2 separate regions of the Sus scrofa genome follow, and region 2 is linked to region 1. Evidence: chromatin contacts called from public Hi-C data. All regions are on one chromosome and are shown on one strand. The core of a region is the stretch at or near the end of the contact, and the rest is flanking DNA. Distances in the headings are between cores, read along the strand shown.

What was found. Hi-C and Micro-C count contacts between places; a contact is called where the count stands out from the background.
Region 2: a Hi-C map of embryonic fibroblasts shows a contact between it and region 1, with 4 times the contacts expected there. The contact joins two enhancer-like sites. A contact is called at or near these places in 6 of 47 Hi-C or Micro-C datasets (brain, embryonic fibroblasts, fetal heart ventricle and 3 more).

The regions. Positions count from the first base shown.
Region 1 is chr6:30,168,335-30,173,819 of Sscrofa11.1, forward strand. No RefSeq gene overlaps it. Among named protein-coding and RNA genes, the nearest start is that of IRX6, 34 kb to the right of the region's middle. Within about 2 kb of position 2,652, at least 19 of the 83 cell types and tissues checked have an H3K27ac peak or open chromatin away from gene starts, as enhancers often do.
Region 2 is chr6:30,506,124-30,511,608 of Sscrofa11.1, forward strand. IRX5 (iroquois-class homeodomain protein IRX-5) reads right to left here. Exons shown (of 4, transcript XM_021094164.1): 4 at 5,140-5,485. Among named protein-coding and RNA genes, the nearest start is that of IRX5, 6.1 kb to the right of the region's middle. Within about 2 kb of position 2,353, at least 11 of the 83 cell types and tissues checked have an H3K27ac peak or open chromatin away from gene starts, as enhancers often do.

The DNA of each region.
Region 1 (5,485 bases), core at 1,402-3,901:
GCATGTGAGCTGGGCCCAGAACACTAAGCAGCTTGCTGGGCCTCCCTTCCTCTGGCTGAATTCACTTTTTTTTTTTTTTCCTCCATCTGGACACACAACTCTTTCGCCGATGACCTCATCCATGCATGTACTCGATGTCAGCTACTATCTTTGCTCAGGCCTCTCACCGCAACGCCGCCGGCTCACCATCCCTCCCTTCCCCTCTCTTTGTCCGTTCTCAGCTGTCCTATTTCTGGTGCTTAATTACAGTCCTGCTATGCAGACAATGACGATGCCATCATTCTCAAAAGATGATTGTGTCTGCTCGCTCTTTTGTCCTGAGCAGAAAGACGGCAAGACTGTCCAGGTCATAAAAATGAGTGCGGTGTTAGTTAGAAACCGTTTCAGAGAGCACTTGTGTGATGCTGTCTGTCACCGCCACACACTCACAGGCTTGCAGAGCTTCTGAGCTGCTCTGGGCAGGATGTCTTATTAAATTAATTACAATTTTGAGGACTGAACCCTTATTTTTAGAAGCTTTTAAAACAGGTTGGGTTTAGTGGGTTTTTTTGTTTGTTTGTTTTTTGTTTTTTGTTTTTGGTTTAAACGACAGGAACTCTAGTTCTTCCAGCCAGGAGCAAATTTAGACACTAAATAGTTTGGGTGGGAAACATGCTCTTAGGTTCAAGTCCAGTTTAGGTCTTGGCAGAGAGAACTGTTGCCTTCACAGGACCCAACAGGCAAAGGGCCAGAGGCTCAAACCTTTAAGGTCTTTCGAAAACATTTGAGACCTGGGGGGGATAAAATCACTGGCTGCAAAAGAGAAAAGAACACTATCCACTGAAAATGAATAAATAATGTTATACAGAAAACTAGAAACTTCTTTCCCATTTTGTAGAGAAAAAAAAAAAAGAAGTTACATCTAAGGTGGGATTTGAGTGTATTTCAGTATGTTTGCTATAGCATAGGAAGGAGCAATGCAAAGGAGACAGGTCCAGCCTGCGGAAAATTTTCGAAGGTCTTGCTGCTACATAGGATTACCATTCTGTCTCTCCACCTCCCTAGAAGCCCCTTGAAGGCTCAGAGGAGAAAGATTTTGTGGGAGAGGCTTTTTATTCCTCGATCGTAAATCGGAGAGTATAAACTTCACTGGCAAGAAGAAGATTTAAGAATTAAAATGATGAAAACTTATAAAATCTTTCCAACAGGACGGTAATTGCAGTAATAATCCCCTTTGTTATAGAAGCTACTGTATTATGGGTGACCTTGACTTCTATTATGTACTGTTACCTTTAACTCAGAATCTATAACTCAGGGGACTATTAATTATCTTGCCATAAGTGCTGGCCCGAGTGGGGGACTTTCTGGAGAAGTAAATGCCACATCGATATGAAGTGGAGCCCCTGGGTTGCTAGACGGCTGTTATCAGTGATTAGGGCTCAGAGCCCACGGTCAAAGCCAGATTATTCCTGCTTAGGCTCCCACGCCAGTTCAAACTTTTCTCATCACTGTGACCTCTATCTGTGATTTACCCCAGCTTGCAAAACAAAACAGTTTACATATACAATTTAAACACGCCTACTTTTTCATCAACCACATCCCTAGGGTGTGCTCTGCTGCTTAGAGTTGCATAAAAATAAAACACTCTTTTCAAATATTTTCTTCCTTGGGGTATTTTTTTTTTCCTCCAATTTATGGTTTGTCTTGTGGAATTTTGTATTCTCATCTTCCACCATGTATGATCATCCGGATAGAGAATGTGAATTAAGCCTGCATCTAGCTCAATAAATGTCGAACATGTTGGGGAGACACAAAAATGATCGTTTTTAAAATGAGCTAGAAATCAGGTAAAAGGAAGATATTTCATTTGCCATCTTTTTCTTAAAAAGGCGAGCCCCAGTCAATATTCTGACTACCCGGCATCCGTTGGAAATTTTATCCTTCGATTTCAATCTTCAGTCAGAGCCAAGGAACTATTCCGAGAAGTTCTCAGCAATCTTGACTAACCCCAGAGCAAAATTTCCATTTCCCCCCCTAATGCCCTAATTGAATTTAGGGGGTCGGTTATGTTTCGCATAGGCATCTACCCCACATCAATGGTATACATTCAAAAAGAGTCTTATGGAGTGGATCAGATAAATATGGGCTGCAAATGTGCTGATTTACCCCAGCTTGTAAAACAAAACAATTTACGTATACAATTTAAACATTCTTTCTAGTTTTTCATAAACCACATCCCTTGGGTGTATAATTGAGATTTCCTTGCCACCCAGAAGATAGCGAGATAGTCCGCTGGGCTTTGTTCCTCTTCTGCCGGAGGGCGGCCGGAGCTGTGAGCTGCTTCTTAGAAGGGAGCTGCCGGCAGCTTCAGATCGGAGGCTGTCAGATGCTGGACCCGCCCGGCGACGCTAGGGAGCAGACTGACACAAGGATTATGGATGTGCCGAAGCCACCCCATCTGAAGAGGCAGAGGCGGCTGCAAATAAAAGCGTTGTCTGTTTCCTCCCGTATTTCGGTTCTATCGCCACAGAATGGAAGAGAAAAGAGCGAAGGAGGGCACGTTTCGCGCTCAGAGGCGCCTGCCAGTTTGAGCCAAACCGATCAGAGTCCTCGCATAAAACTCGGGAGCAGTGGCCAAGGAGGAGGAGGGGACGCTCTTTGTACCTTGGTTCTCCCGTGATTGAGCTCTGGAGAAGAGGCTGCAAAGCCTTCCCTAGGCGAGGCTGTGGCCTGTCCTAGGACCTGAATGGAATTTACGTCCATAATCAAGGAACGTGGGCACCTTTTCCCTAAGTGATGTCAGAATAACCTTAGTAAGCCAGCTCATTCTAATCGCTCACCAGCAGAGGAATGAATAAGTGAAAAAATAAATACAAAATTAAAAAAAAAATCACAGGTCGGCATACTAAAAGAGATGACTTAGGATGTTAGGTGGCAAAAGCCTGGTGGAGAATTTTCACGAACACATCCAGTGATACTCTGCTGACTCCTGAAGCCCTTTATATTTAGTAATAGAACAGAACCGAGGGCAGGAAGGAAACATACACTATTTCGCCCAGCCTCTGGGGAAGAAGAAGGGAAAGAAGGGACATTGAGACAGAGAGGGGGATAAAAAAGACTCCTGTTTTATATACATTGATTGATTTGTATTAAAATAATCTGATGCAAATATGATACTAACAAATATTTTTTTCTTTCTGGGTTGTCGGAGCTTGTTTGCTTTTATTATGCTCTGTCCCTTTTTTTTTGGTATTTAAATTAAGCAACGGTTTTTTAAAAAGAAAAATAATTGGAAACATGAGTGTATAAACCACAGACACAAGTCCACTCTCAACAGAGTTCAGGCCTTGGGTCCATAAGCCCCTAGATCAGAATATAGCTCAAAAGTTGGAGAAGTCAGTCACCTTTATAATTTTAAATCGCACCATTTGGGTGTAATTGGGTCACTTTTCTCCCTGCCCCTCTCCTTTTAGTCAAATTAAACTTATTGATTAGAACCCATTAGTATGTAATGGATTGTTAATTTGACTCTTTTTACAAATCATATTTATCTGCACCAATAAAATATTTGGATTTAATATTCATCTGTCATATTTATGGTGATGTTGATTGAGGGCCAAGCAATTTGAAGTGAAAGCAGGCAACTTGTCCTTTATTCACACAAGGGAAAATGCACAATTAGCTCCATGAACTCTCCCAAAGGTGGGAAGCTTACATATAAAGAAAATTTGAGAAAAGGCAAGAGAGGCTCCCCTGCCCCCGCCTTTTTCTGCAAACTTGTTTGCAATACTGCTCAGCATGGACCAGAATCGGGGTACCCCAGTGCCGTATTTGGTTTGTTTATAACGTGGTGGCAAAGTCTGTTAGGAGGAAGAATCGGATTTGGGGGAAGCATCAGTAGAACTGTGGCTTCTTGTGCTCATTTTGCTTATTGAGAAAAATAGAACCCAAAGACTCCTTGCATTCTTTTGCTGGCAGAAGGCACTTCGCAGGCAGTTCCTGAAAGGGAAAACATGAATACATTTTCTGTATATTGCAAATATATATTAACTGAATACCACAGGTGAGATGGCTGGCAGGAATGCAGGGCGAAATTATTGAAAGCTGCTACCGCGTATCGCATGCCTCTTCCCTACCTGGCTTCTGGGGTGACGATCAAAATATTTAGCAACCAGTACAGCACGAGCACCCACCAATCGGCGGCGTGGAAGCCAACAGAAAACAAAACAGCTGGTTAAGTCTGGTAAGTTATACCGGTGTCCCAGCTGAGTTTCTGTCCCGCTTGTTTCTTGAACAGGAAATCCTCCAAGTTCATTTAATGCTCAATTACAGGAGCCGTATTTGCCTCAGCTAATAAAGTGTTTGATTTTTTTTTTTGCTTTTAAAAAACACTTTTTATTTTTATATGTGTACCAGTTTTAAGGCAGATGGTTTTTCTGTTGCGTTTTTGTTTTTGTTTTTGCGGGCTCTCCTCGATCTTTTGAGAAGCAGGAAAACTATCCCATGTAACTAAATAAAAAATAAATACATGCTTTCCCTGATCCTGGCCAAATCCCATCACAAAGAGACCCAAGGCACCATCAGAATTCCTTTGTTGCCCAGGGGTTGCCCTATCAATATTGTATAAAGCAAGCAGGTCATTGGCTAGGCCTCAGAGTTCTTTTTGTTATTTCAAGGGTTTGGGCTGATATTTGCTATAACGAGAGCCAATCTGTAAAAATAAAATTTCTTTTTGCAAGGTGGCAACAAAAAATGTTGGCACAGCCAGTGTGGGGCTATGACGATGTTTGGTCCGCGGTCTTTGCAGATGAAGAGTTTGGCTGGTCATCATTAATGACGGAGCCTGATTTCTACAATTTTTTGATAGCCAGCTTCGGTAGAAACTCTACGCAGCTTATGGTCAAGTCATTTTACTGGGTTCAGGAAACTTCCATTTGTCACTTAGCAGCCACGTGTCAGAAGCAAGATGCTTTGAACACAAACTGTGATGATTTTTTTTTTTCAGTATCTCCTAAAAAGCTACGATCTTTCAGCAGTAGAAGACCTAGTTTTTGATGCAGTAACCTTTATACAAAAATAAAAAAGAACTGTTAACATTCCAGTTTTCATACGGAATACCATCACGATTTTTATTTTTTCTCTAAGGACCCCAACCCCCTTCATAAGCAGTCGTTCTTCTAGATAACTGAGTGGTGAGCCAGGATATGGAGAGGAAATGGGAAGTTTCCCTGGACTCAGCAGAAATTTGGTGTCAGAAGCAGAAATAGCCCCATGAAAAGTGCTGGGCTAATAGTCATGCAGTGCTTCCTTTACTGGCCGGGTTCTAGGGAGTAGATTTTTACACGAAGATGTTATGGCTCCAGACCGAACGGGAAAATCCTAGAGGACAGGGCATCGATTCCATTTGTTTATTTCTTTCTGCGGGATCTAATAAAATACATATTTGTTGAGTATATGGTAGACTTGGGGATGGGCAATGTCCTTGAAATCTTAACCAAGTTACTTC
Region 2 (5,485 bases), core at 1,103-3,602, 340 kb after region 1:
AAAAAAACAAAACAAACAAACAAAACCCAAAAAAACCCGAGGCCCCAAACTGGGGAACAAACTTGTGGAGGGTGGCGGCGGAGAGGGACGCACCGGCGGTCAATTCTGACTCCCACCGGAAGAGGAGAGAACCAGGCAGCAATTTCTCCTCTTAATGTCTGGTGCTGCGACCTCTTGAAACTACTGTAGGGTTGTGTGATCTCGGGCATACATTACTACGGGGAGGGGAGTATCTACTCCAATCCTGAAAGAAATCTCAGGATCCAAAAGAGGGCCATCTGGGAATAGAGACCGGGGGGCTTCTTTCCGTCTAAAAGGCAGCTCCACGCGACTGGGGGTTGGGGTGGGATGCGGACGCGCCTGGCCTTTTTCGTGGCCCTCATGTGTCTTTCTTTCTGAAACCCCTACCTGGGCTGAAAGACATCGCCTGCGGACGGCAGCAAGAAAAGATTTTCTATCGAATGGGCTCAGCCAGTATGACTCCAGTATGGGGAGCTGAGTAAGAAAGGACAGGGGAACAAACCACAGAACGTGGTGGGGAGAGGCTGGGTATTTGCAAGCCCCAAGCCGAAGCCGCGCCTTCTCACTTTCCCGTCCTGGTGCACGGAAGGGCTCAAGAGGACCCTACCCGGCGGGCAGGGTCCAAGCAAAGGAGATGGACGAGGGAGCCGCCCAAGCCGAGGCGACGGACCCGCGCGCTACGGCCGCGGAGAGCTGGAGCGCCCAGCGACGCGCCCCTGCTTCATTAGCTTCCCCTCCACGCGGCGCTGCATGCCTCGGAAAATAAGTTAGCAAACGGGGAGCCGTTTATCTCTTTTATCTTGGGGCCTGATCCAATTAAATAAGTGCACATTTACATTTGCATCCATCAGGCGGGAGCGCTGAGAGCCCGAGGTTTGCTCGGAGCAAATAAAAGCAGGTTTCACTGGGGAAAGTGGCGTTTGGGAGCACAGGGCTCGTCTGGGCGCCGGAAACGAGCGCGGCCGGGAGGGTGGCCTTGGGGACCCAGGGTTGGGGACTCCGGCAGAACGGAGGCCAGAGATTCCCCAACGGCCCAGAGGGGTCGGCCAGCGCGGGGTGTGCAGCCAGAGCTGCAGCCCGGTCCCTGAGGCAATCGCGTTAGGCCACAACCTGGGCCCCACCTGAAGCCTGGGACCCAAGTCGCATTTAGAGCGAAAACGAAAAGGAGACCAGCACTGGCCTGGTCCAAAAGGGAGACACGCGGGGTGGGGCTAGGGACAGTCCCGCAGCTTTAGTCAGTCTGGCGGGAGGGCGGGATGCAAGATCTCCGCCAGGCCCGATCTTCCTCCTATTGGGTGGCCGGGTGGCAAAGAATGAGAAAAGCCAGGCTAACATCCGTGCACCGGGGGAGACCAGTTGATACGACCAGTTACCACTTCGGAGGGGTGGAGGGGCACGCCGCCTGAGCACCTCCTGCTTTGCACGCCCACCTCATTAAACGTGCTTTCGAGATGGGGGATTGAAAAAATTCGAGGGTAGTTTTGTTTTGTTTTTCCTTTTCCTAAAGATTGCCCAACCCACAGGCCAAAACGGTCTTTGGGGGTGCGGCTGCGTGGTAGACCCCCCTCCCACCCCACCCGGCCATACCAAACCTGTGTGGGGCCCAGAGGCCGGCCAAGGGAAGGCCAGCAGAAACGGAATGCATGCACCTGAAGCGGAGCGGCAGCGTCGACACTCCTTGGGCTTCGAACGGCTGCGGCCCCCACCCGCAGGCTGCGGCCCCCACCCGCAGACTGCTCCAGCCGCCGGCACGTTTCTCATTTGCCGGCCGCCTTGTTTTCGACACTGTGCCCAAGCCATGGCGGGAATCTGTAGGCTCCGCTTTCCGAATCCTCAATGTTAACTCGGTCCTGGGTCCCAGGCCTCAGAGATTGGGGTGGCGAAACAGTTTACGTTTGGCCCTCTTGGGGATCAGAACAGGCTGTGGGTTGGGGGCATAGCCGGGTTTCTCCCAACTCCTCCTCTCAGTGAGCCGCGTGGCGCCCAGGGACCAGTAGGCGGCGCCCTTCCTAAACTGCATCCTCCTCCGGCTCCCTCTTGGGAACGCAATCACATTCCTTTCACTTTGGGCGCTTTGCAGCGCGCTATTCTGTGCCTCTGCCCGAGCTGGCAGCTTATTATGCGGGACAGGTGGGCTGGGAGGTACGGTCAGTTCGGAAACTGCATGCCCGACCACCCCATCCCATCCCGCAGCCCCCAACCTTCCAGACTCCAAGAGCTGCGCACATCACCGGGAATGAAAGACCCCGAGGGGTTTGCAAACCTGGAGGCCTCAATGAAGGCCCCTCACCCAGGGCCGGGAGCAACACTTCCGCCCTGGCACCTCGATCGGATCCGTGGAGCCGGAAGGGAAATGGCCCCTTCCGCAGCCTCACCTCAGTGCCCAAGTATGCGCCCTCAGGGATTGACTGGGTTGTTGGCTTCTCACCCCAAATCCCAGAAACTGGTTGGGCCCTGCACAGAGGGGTAAGGGAAGAAACCCAGCCGGCTCCCAGTTTGGCGCTGCCTCGGGGGGACTTACTGCACGGACTCTACTCGGTGGCTCTCGGGTCTCCGTCGCCAAGGATTCAGCGACTAGTGATTCAGTTCCTAAGTGCCAAGCTAGGCTCCGCTTAGGGGCTGAAACGAGTGCAGCCAAGCGCAGGTGGCAAATGCCCGCGCAGCCCCAGCACCGAGGTGTCTTAGGCGCTGTCTCGCATAACATCCGAGACGCAGTTCCAGTCTTCGAACAAACCCCAATCCTGGACGGACGATTTCCCCCGGCGCCCCTTGCAAGGCGCATCGCCCTGGACTCGGCCCAAGATGCAGCCAAGCAGAGCCTTGGAGGTTCGAGGAGGGACTTGGGACCTTACAGACACGGAACAACTTCTGGGATTAGACACAGGAGGCATTTCCTATAGGCACGTACCTCGATCTGCTCGGCAGGCCGCCCCAAACATTAAAGTCTCTAGATACTAGAAAATTACTGGCTAGTGAAACCCAGCTCTGCAAAGGAGAAAACCCTAAACTTAATTTGGGGCTTGTATTTAGGAGTACGCAAAGAAAACCCTAGACCCTGCAGAGGCCAAGGACAGGAGGGATGCAGGCTGGGGGCAGCCTCTGGCGGTTTCGCTGCCCAGCCGGGAGACGCCTCGCTCAGCCCCTCGTTGGGAAGAAACGCCGCGGGCTCCCTGGTGTGCGGTTCCCATTCCCAGGCAGCCCCGCGGGCAATCGGCTCCCAGCCCCCGAGTCTTTGCAACCGAACCCGGGAGGCCCGAGCCGCGCCATTTGCATATTCCCAGGAACACAAGGAGGCCTGTAATTTTCTTTTTAAAATCGTTGGGCAGGGTTTAGGGCCAGTGCTTCCAAACCCCGCAGAGTTGATGTCCTTAAACTGTCTCTTAAGAGAAGGGGACTGGCCCATTTTGAGTTTTTTAGAAAAGAAGATGACTCCTGGGGCTGCATATTCAACAGGGGGGCAAAAGCTGATTGTGAGCCGGGCTGTTGGGGGCGGGGGGTGGATGGAGGAGGGATTGGGCGCGGGGGATAGGGCAAATCATCTCTGGAATTCAATTGTTTAAAAAAATCATTTATAATTAAAGGGACAAAATAAAATACGATCATCTCATGCATATTTAATCATTCACACTTCCAGCTTTGAAACCATTTTCTCTGCGTGAATTTTCTCACTAATTTAAACTCTGAAGTCGACTGCTGTTCGCGAAAAACATCTGGACAATGTCGCTTTCAAACTTGTTTAAAGTCGAATAAGGTAAAGAAGCCCTTTGCAGGTTAAAAATTTAAAAGTAGCAAAAGTAAAAACTCGGTGAAAGTTGGGGCTGTGTTTAAAAAACCAAGTAGGGTTAAAGTTGTCCTGAGTAGAAATGCAAATATGTGCGTTTTGATTTAGCCTAATTAAACCAGTGTTATGTGCAAACACATTCTCTCTGGTCTCAGTCTTGGGTTTAATAGAGCAAATTAATTCCCCTCGCTGGGGTATGTTTCTGCTGTAAACCCTCCCCTCCCCCGACCACTGAAATTTTCCCACGAAATTCCACACGTCCGTGATGCCACATCTCCCGCGCAAAATGGAGACCTGCGTACCGACAGTGCTGGCGGGCCTCGGGCACAGAGAGGTATCTCTTCCTCATTTGGGAGTGCGAGGCAACCTGACTTTTCATTTTGAGATGAAATATGCGGGGTTAAACGGAGAAAATAAAACCTCAAAATTACTTTCGTAGCTCCTCGGACTCTTGAATCCGAGATAGGAAAAGTGCTAAAGCGACGACATGCCTGATCAAGTCCACAATGGCCTCATTATCTAGGCAAATGTCCTCGAACTTTTGAAGGCCCCTTGTCTAAAATGGGGTCCGTGGGGGTGGGGTGGGGGGCTGTGATGATCGATTTGGGACTCCCCTCGCTTCCACCAAGCGCCTGTGGCGCTCCCTCCCTCACTTCCTTCCGCCCACTCTCCAGTCTCCGACTCTGCAAAGTGCAGGCTTGTAATTCAGGACAAGTGTGACACCTACCTGTGAAAGGGGGGAACCGTCCCCTCACTGGTCCCGCGGCCCCAGCCCCGCGGCTGCGCGGGGATCTACCCCGCTGCCTACCACCCGCACAGTCGCGGATGGAACATTTGCTAATTTAATCAAATCCAGCAAAGAGATCAATGCCCACTTTTGAAGGAGTAGAAAAAGACAGTGACTGGGAAGGCCTTCTCCTTGGCATCCCCGAACGCTCCCCGCCCGCATTAGCCCAGAGCACCTTTGAAATAGTAATAAGGGCTAAATCCGGCATAAAATCGAACTCATTAGCAAAGTTCACCAGCTGATTGCTTTGCATAAAACACGACACTGATTGGAAGTAATTAGGTTAAGCGATGGAGCTCGGGTGGTGCATGTCTCTAGCCGGCTTTGCCATCTCTTCTCCCTTCTGGGCACACACTTGGGTCTCTCTCCTCCCTCCTCCAGGGTCCAATCTCCCCCCCAGCAGCCTGCATCAGTGATCCAAATCTGCATTCCCGGCAGGGCCAGGTTCCCCGGGGCTGGATGCCTAATTACGGTTTCCCCGCTGGCACACTAGGTTCGGTGGAAGCTTTCATTCCCCACTTTGAAAAAAAGTTGCAGTTTGCACCTTTTGTCCAGGGCGATGGACAGTTTATTGAGGCTTCTACAAAGTAATGAGTGGCTCTGGTTATGTTAAAATCTCTTTTAATTAAATATTTTGCATTTTACAAAGGCGGCTGCAGTTTTCTTTTACTTTTTAAATCTAAGAGTATAACCTGTTTCTTTTCCGTAATAATACTTTAGCTCATACCCAGAAAAATCAATAGGTGTAAAAAATTAAATTAAACTTGTATCTTTAAACTATGAAACAGTTTGGGGGGAAACACAAATGTATATATTTATATTACAAAAAAACATTAAATGCCTGTACAGGTGTCTTAATTTCATAATTTACTTCAAAGATATTGAATTATCAATTT